Linked DNA regions of Sus scrofa: all the other regions are linked to region 2. Evidence: chromatin contacts called from public Hi-C and HiChIP or PLAC-seq data. All regions are on one chromosome and are shown on one strand. The core of a region is the stretch at or near the end of the contact, and the rest is flanking DNA. Distances in the headings are between cores, read along the strand shown.

Region 1 (2,700 bases), core at 114-2,613, 130 kb after region 2:
TGTGGCTGGGCTCTGGCATGGCTGTGGCTGTGGGCAGGCCAGCAGCTTCAGCTCCGATTTGACCCCAGCATAGCCTGGGAACTTTCATATGCTGCGAGTGCAACCCTAAAAAAAAAAAAAAAGTTTGCTAATGCCCCATCTTCAGCTATTTTCAGGAAAAGTTTTAATAAGTATAATACTATATCTTCGTTAGATGTTTGGGAGAATTTCCTAACACCACTGCTCTGCATTTTTCTCATCCCAGGCTTGGAACCATCCCTCCCCTCATCGCCGAAGCCTCTTCACCCTGGTCTAAGGTTTTCTTCCACTCCCCAAACCCAGGACCAGCATCCAAACTTGAACGGGTTGCCGAGGGCCGAGGGCTCCCATCCTTCCAGCTTCCCATCCACAGTACCTGTCAGGCCAGGTGATGCCCTATCCCCTCCCCGACACCTGTGCTCCTCCGGGACAGAGCCCACTTCTCCCTCGGTGGGTGTACCCAGTGTCTAGCAGAAGCCCTGGCACACTCAAGAACTCCATTAGTCCTTTTTAAAATTTCATAAACGACTGCAGAGTGGAACGTGGAAACAGGATGTGCTAAATGGGTGGAGAAAGAAAATGAAATGACTTACTCAGTGATGTTCGTGCTTCTAAAAAGCCCATCGTAATTACCCCAAATGGAAATTGTAATCCTCAAAGATAGAAATTAATAATATAGAAAGTTAGTTGTAATTAAAAGTTTGATGACAACACCGCTATGAGGGGCTACAGCTTCTTCGTTATCTAAAGTAGGGATTTTAATATTTATTTTAGAGCTACGTATCAATGCCCTATTTTAAGCTACATATACCCAAATTATTTTGTGCACTGAATGCACAAAATGCAAAAGCACCAAAATGATAACTTGAAATAAAATAACATTAAGCTAATTTGCTTCCTTAGGAGATTCACCAAAACTCACTCTTTCATTTCAAGTTGAATTCTTTTCATAAGCCAAGCACGGCTATGACCGACTACATCTTGCATATTATAGACTTGTTATTAAAGAGAGTAAATTATAATTTGTTGATGACTCAAGGAAAGCCCTCTGCTACGCTTTGTCAATCCACATTAAGGCATTTCCTCTTATTTCATTTTGTACTTCGCGGGCTCCTGCTTAACGTTATTAATCTCATTTTGTCATTTTATTACTAGCCTTTCAATTGTAAAGGGCACATTTAATTTTTTCTTAAATATAACAGTATCATCCCTTCAAGTTCACGTCCTCAATTACGGATACTTCATTTGAAAAGTTTCCACTTCTTACCCGTCTCATATTTAATGGCCCGATTATTTCACAGACAGCTGACTTGGGGCGATTGTGATTTATGGCGCTATTAACGTGTCTCTTCCAAACTCCTGCTGGGGGGACAGAGCTGCTTAGATCAGCCTTTGGAAAGGTTACTTGATGTAACTTAGACGACACAGATTTAAGATACTTAGCCATTTTTCAAGCAATTCCATCATATATATGGAATATACAGACACACACATCACTTTAAAAGGCTGGCTAGAGCCTTTCAGGGGTCGTGATAATTCCCTATAAGGTTCATTTCTATTTTTTCCGTCGGTTTTTTTTTTTTTTGTTTTTTTTCAGATCAAGGTAATGAGGTTGGCAGAAAAGAATTTTATTGAGTGTATACATCTCTTTGTTCCTGTAGTCGCATCCTAAATTTTCCCTCCGAGCCAGAGGCAGAACTCTGGACAGACACCTGTTCCTTTTCACGCTACGGGGGGAGTGTGGCCGGCAGACTACACTCAGCTTGCCGTCAACTGGGAACAATGAAATATTCCGCTTTGGAAAACAGTGCCATTTAATGCCAGAGGAAAGGACTTTGGGAAGGTCTACACAATAGTAACGGAATAAAAGGACAGCTCTCCCGGAAGCTGTTTCTATTATACAACTCCCACCAGTCGTAAGGAGAAAAAGCGAACATCAATTATATGTATTTTCGTCTATGAAAACGCCTACCTACTCTCACGGTACTAAGGAACCTCCAATCACCCACTGGATGCCTTCTTTCGGAAGTCATATCCCTTCCCACTAAGAATGATCCGTTGTTCCACTCCCGTTCTCAGAGTCGCTACTTCTGCACTAAATAAAACGTGAAACTGGTCTTCGATATTCAAGCCCCAAAAGCGCAGAAATCAAGATTAAGAAAAGAGCGGCTTCACACTCCAGCGACACGTGGCTCATCTCCACATCTGTCTCATGCTCCTGCGAGGTCATCGGCAAAGCCGATCTGTTAGCCTGGGTCTCAAGGGGAACGCACCCCCGCTCCCCACAACACACACACACACACACACACACACACACACACACACACACAGCACAAAGGCAAGTCAATAGGGCACCATGTTGAGGACTTTCTAAGTTTTCCATCCTGGGAGAATCTCGTGTCTTTACAACCCAAATGTGCCTTTCCACGTTGAGGGGGGGACCCGGGTGAGCGTATAAAGCTGTGAATATCCATATGCATGTATGTATCTCTATCTGTATATTATACAGTCGAAGTTTATACATACATACAATTTGTTATAATCTTCAAAACTTATCAAAGCACCATTATGAAGGGTAGAGTCTGTTAGTACACAATTTGTTTTGGTTTCTTCATTTGTTCTCTGCTTTTTATTGGGGGAGAAAAGTTTACATATATATCGAAGTAATAAAACAGCGCAAAG
Region 2 (2,700 bases), core at 148-2,647:
ACGGTGCACAGAAATGGTTTTTACTGCAGGACGTGAGACTTAAGACAAAAGTCAAAACTCACCGCTTTGCGGTCCCAACGGTGGCCTCAGTGCTAATGCGATGCATTAGTTTTCCAGCTTTTCCGATTTTTATGGCTTATGCAGAAGGGTTCTTTTAGGGAGAGACCACTATTCTGCAAAAGACCTCTGCTAACGTTTTTCATTCCCTCTGCTCCCCAAATCTTATAGCACAAGTAGCCCCTTCTTAAACATGGTTTTTACTCTCTAGACATTCCTTGCAAATTCCATTTGCATCTGGGAAAAATACCACAAAAGGCGAAACAAAGTGTGGAGTGGACCCATTTTGACCAGAGGTCAGACTCCCGGGTCACGTCCCAGCACCATCAGCTGTTTACAGCCCCCAGTGGGGCTGCAGAAGGGACGGCTTCTGGGCTCCCATGGGCTTGACTTTCGCCTCCGAGAGATGAAGGGCAGCGGGGGTGAGGCCGGAAAACGAGGCCCAGGACGGATTCAAGATAGAAGCCGCTCAGCCTCTGGGAGTCGCTTGCTGGAGGCAACGCAGGCCCGCGCTAACATGGGGCTGCTGATTTTATCCAAATGTTGGCGGAAGCAAACAAGGGGGGCTGCTCAGCACACAACCCTGCCCCTGAATGAGGCACTCTGAAGGACACTACTATTGGCCACGGTGACGGTGGACGAAGCAACAATGGTTTGTGGTAAAGGGCAGACGGGAAGTGACGCCTGGGACACTCTGACGAGCTTGGTCTGCGGCCACACCAGCCCCCTGGTCCCACAGACCTCTCTTCCCTACGAAGAAGGCACAGGTTGCCATCAGCCACGTTCTCCCCTTAACTCTATCAGATCACACTTTATCGATGTTATTAAATGTGACCATTTTTAATTTTCATTTAATTACAGGTGGGGCTGCAAAATACTACAAACATTGACTGTAGTTCTAGAAACATAGTTTCCAAAGGCCTAACAAGACAAGTACTATGTCCCGGCCGAAATCCTGAGCGTTCACTTCCAACTTTGGTGGCAAAATATGTGTGGTGTCAAATTGTGTTTTATTAAACAGCTGTAGCGTAAGTTCTCCTTCTTCTGCAGGGTTTCTTTTCTCTTTATTTTGAAAAGAGTCATTGGCTCCTTTGCCTAAAACCTGTAAATACACGCCTTTATAATACCTCCCAAGATGGTCCCATGAAGTCTCCAGCATGAGACGTACCTCGCTGGTCTAGTCCTGGAGTGACACAAGGTCCAGGTGTGGCCTTTCGGACCCCGTGGACCCCACAGAGCACCGTGACAAGGGATGGCACCTGATCCTGGCTGCTCAAGGCCGCTTCAGGGAAGGAGGCAGTGCAGATGAGGTCAGTAGCTGACTTACTGCTCTGTCAAAGCTGGTACTATAAATATGAGCTTACATAATCTGTCCACTTGGAACTTCAGTTCTCCCTAACCTTGGAGCTACTTTGAAGTAATGGAAAAGAGAGTTAAATATGACTGCCAGGACCAACCTGACCCAGTCACTGCTGTTGGAAAGAGGAAACCATCTCTGCTAAAACATTTGACCTCTGTACACAGAACAATCATGAACACTAAGTGCTGTCTGTTTTTATAACCATGGAATTTTCTAGAATCCTGATTTGAACTATTCCTGAATTATAATAGATTCATAGATCTGCTATAATAGGTTATATTAGATTCTATGACTATCTTCATAGATTATGAAGATACACTGGATCAAAACCCTAGGGAAACCATTGTCTGTATGTCTTAATTTTGAATCCAGAGTTTTCTATACATGGAGACCAAAGAATTAAACATTAATTGCTGAACACTTTGGCTATACATGTTGTAACACCAAATGCTTTTTTTTCTTTTGTCTTTTTAGGGCCTTACCCGTGGCATATGGAGGTTCCCAGGCTAGGAGTTGAATTGGAGCTGTAGCCGCTGGCCCACACCACAGCCACAGCAACACCAAATCTGAGCCATGTTTGCGACCTGCACCACAGCTCATGGCAACGCCTGATCCTCAACCCACTAAGCAAGACCAGGGATCAAACCTGCGTCCTCATGGATACTAGTCAGATTCGTTCTGCTGAGCCACAACAGGAACTCCCAAAATGCTTTTTTAAAAAAGAAAAGCCATGTGTAAAGGCACAGCCCAGTGCCTAGACTCATACCTGCCTAAACTAGGCACTCGAATAATATTTGTTGCATGAATACACAGAACTCCGTTTTCAAAAAGGAATTCAATCACTATTCTCCAATCCATACACAAAGAAAAGCCTACTGTCAAAATTTAAAGGACATTTTCTTGCTCCAATCAGCAAGTTTTGATGAAGCATATAAAACAGACGAATTCAATACAATTTAATGAATAATAATGGCACACCTTCAATGTGTTAAATATTCATGAATGCACTCAGCGAGGTGAGTGTGGGGCTCACAGCGAGTCAGGCTAACCATCCCCTTTTTAGATGGGTACTGGGTTCCGGTGGATAAACACACAGACCCAAGGAAAACAAAACTAGGCACATGGGTTCTCCGCCATGACCTGAGGTGAAGGACGCCAAGCTCAGGGCTCCTTTCCGGCTTCCCCTCCAAAGCGTACCTGCTTCACCCGCTCTTCACCATCCTCGGTGACACCACAAGGCTTTGCCTCACATCTGCTCATCTCCATGTCCTAGTTTCGCAAGC
Region 3 (2,700 bases), core at 178-2,677, 170 kb after region 2:
GGCAGACACCCTCGTGATCTTGGCTGAGACAAGCGGCTGTTTAAAATCACAATACGTGGGCCTCGACTTTGAGGGACCCCCCCCCAAGCCCCACCCGGTGAGATCTAGAATTTCTGTGCTCTCCCTACTGTGAAGCTCACAAATAACCAGATGAAAGCTTAGGGGCTGCACCAGAAGCCCGCAGAGAGATGCCCTCCAAACTATAAAGCTTTCAGTGTCTAAGGCAACCACTGGAGTTCATGTGCACAACTTAAGAGTGCAAGGCATCCAAAAGTACCCTACTGAGCCCTGGTGTCTTCGCATCTCTAATAGGGACAAAGATATGTATCTAGATGCTGAGTTTCATCTTCTTCGAAGACATGGAGCATGAAGAGAATCTGGAATGCAAAGCATTAGATGTTGACCAAGTTTCTGCATTCAGCACACTGACTGTGGTCTGAAGGAAAGCACGTACCTTAAAAGAAGGCAGGCGGAAGGTCACTGATGGAAGAGAACGGCAGGGCTTGAATCAATCTACAGATATTTCATTCAATTCTTCCATGCTAATGTTACAAGCACGATCATTATAGGTCAATTTAAAAAAAAATTGTCAATTGGAGTTCCCACTGTGGCTCAGTGGGTTAAGAACCTGACTAGTATTCATGAGGATGTGGGTTTGATCCCCAGCCTCGCTCAGTGGGTCAAGGATCCTGCACTGCCCTGAGCTGTGGTGTAGGTCACAGATGGGGCTCAGATCCTATATTGCTGTGGCTGGGGTGTAGGCCCACAGATGCACCTCTTATTTGACCCCTAGCCTGGGAACCTCCATATGCTGCAGGGGGGCCCTCAAAAGCAATGAAGAAAAAAAAACTGTCGAAAATACAACCATATCGAACTCAACAACATGCATATGTAAAGTTCGAAGACCAAGCTGCCTTCATTTTAATCCTTCATTCCCAAATATTTTGTCAACAGTTTGAGGTTTTTGGGTTTTTTTTTTTTTTGAATAGTTGGGAACCAAAGAAAACAGTTAATATTCAAATATTAATAACAATCACTTTACAGAATTTAAGGCTGAGGCCATTAATTAATACCCCAAGTATTTATTCCAAGAAAATGTAATGATATCACCCTCTAGCTATTTCTCTTAAGTCATCACATTCTTTGAACCTTTTGAATGCATCTTCATTCCCTGTTAAATATGGATGCGGTGACAGCTCTTACCATCGCTCAGTATTAGATTCCCTGGCATGTGCAGAGTGCTCAAGAAACAGTATTTCGAAAGTTTGAAAAATAGAACACGTTTTATTAGAACTAGCAATCGCACACATTCAGGTTAAAAAGAAGGGTTGTTTTTCCATGATCTGAACAATCACGCCACAGAGACTGCAGGACAGGAAGCAGCAGGAGAGACAGCCAACCCGCTCAGAGCCACTGGGAGACCCACAAGTGGGTCGGACTCTAAAAGCTGGGCTGGGACCCACAGTCCAGAGCAGCAAATCCAGGTCAAAGGCATAACTGATGTTCTTTTTTTTTTTTTCAAAATTTTACTCTAAAATGTAAAACACTATTAAAACCAGGACATTCCTTTGCACAGCAGCAGGTTAAGGATCGAGCATGGCTGCAGCTGTGGTGCAGGTCACAACTGCAGCATGAGTTTGATCCCTGGCCCGGAAACTTCCACATGCCATGGGTGCAGCCAAAACACACACACACACACACACACACACAAAAACAACAACAAAAATAACACAACAGAATTCTTAAAAGTACAACACATAAGATGACAGCCTCCCATGAGCATGCCTCATACACTGAACGTTACGGCATATTAGCTTTCAATCTTACTTTTTCACACAGGGTATCTTTATCTCTCTCTCTCTCACACTCACACACACACACACACTGAGAAAGTTACAGCTGAAGTCTCCCCCTCATTATCTTCGCTCCTTCCCTGTAAAAAACCAACAGGTGCAAATCAGTACATTTTTCTTCTCATTCATGTTTTTTTTTTAATTCTTTTAATACTTGCATCTGTAAATACTCAAAGAATAGATGCTTATCAAATTAGCATCATCCTGCAACTTCCTTTTCCATGCACGCAGCACTACGCTTCCCAAGTGTCTCCGTGTTGATATTACGTAGAACTATTAACTCACTGGACTCTTATTTAGTATTTCACTGAATAAAATACTGTAATTCCCTGATCCCAACCAATTCATCTACATGTCTCCTTAGGCACATATGGAAGGGTGTTTCTTGAGCATCTCCAAATAAACAAAAATAATTGGGATAGGTCTTTCCTTTCTTGATCAATTTTCTCTCATAATTAAAAAAAAAAAAACCTGTTTTTTTTTTTTTCTTCATGCCTTATTTAAGAAACCCTTCCCTACACAATGTTTTAAAGAGGCTTCCCTCTAGAGTTGTAAGAAAATCTTAATGGCCTGCTTTTCCTCTTTAGATTTTAACCCATCGAGAGTTCATATTTTTATGCGGAATAAGTAGGAATCTGACTTTTTCATAAGAAAAACCAATTTCCTTCTTTTGCTCATTTATTTCATGAATTCATTTTGTCACCTACTGAATCAGTCCAGTCCACCCTCTCTAAGTTTTAATTCTGCCTCTGCCACATAAGACAGGTCGCCTTCTGAATTCTCCCTTGCCTTTCTTTGCTCTATTAATCTTTATCAGGCCCAATATGATAAAGTTATTTTTATTTTA

Evidence for each region. Hi-C and Micro-C count contacts between places; a contact is called where the count stands out from the background. HiChIP or PLAC-seq counts read pairs in DNA pulled down with a chosen protein or histone mark.
Region 1: a contact with region 2 is called in a Hi-C map of skeletal muscle, with 9 times the contacts expected there. The contact joins two enhancer-like sites. A contact is called at or near these places in 2 of 47 Hi-C or Micro-C datasets (both in skeletal muscle) and 1 of 2 datasets of contacts at active chromatin or transcription factors (skeletal muscle).
Region 3: a contact with region 2 is called in an H3K27ac HiChIP or PLAC-seq map of skeletal muscle. The contact joins two enhancer-like sites. A contact is called at or near these places in 1 of 47 Hi-C or Micro-C datasets (skeletal muscle) and 1 of 2 datasets of contacts at active chromatin or transcription factors (skeletal muscle).

What each region holds. Positions count from the first base shown.
Region 1 is chr16:74,649,253-74,651,952 of Sscrofa11.1, forward strand. All of the region lies in intron 2 of ADCY2 (adenylate cyclase type 2), which reads right to left. Among named protein-coding and RNA genes, the nearest start is that of ADCY2, 79 kb to the right of the region's middle. Within about 2 kb of position 1,364, at least 1 of the 83 cell types and tissues checked has an H3K27ac peak or open chromatin away from gene starts, as enhancers often do. A contact at or near this core is called in skeletal muscle, where this site is marked.
Region 2 is chr16:74,515,909-74,518,608 of Sscrofa11.1, forward strand. The region is part of intron 4 of ADCY2 (adenylate cyclase type 2); the gene reads right to left. Among named protein-coding and RNA genes, the nearest start is that of ADCY2, 210 kb to the right of the region's middle. Within about 2 kb of position 1,398, at least 1 of the 83 cell types and tissues checked has an H3K27ac peak or open chromatin away from gene starts, as enhancers often do. A contact at or near this core is called in skeletal muscle, where this site is marked.
Region 3 is chr16:74,689,459-74,692,158 of Sscrofa11.1, forward strand. The region is part of intron 2 of ADCY2 (adenylate cyclase type 2); the gene reads right to left. Among named protein-coding and RNA genes, the nearest start is that of ADCY2, 39 kb to the right of the region's middle. Within about 2 kb of position 1,428, at least 1 of the 83 cell types and tissues checked has an H3K27ac peak or open chromatin away from gene starts, as enhancers often do. A contact at or near this core is called in skeletal muscle, where this site is marked.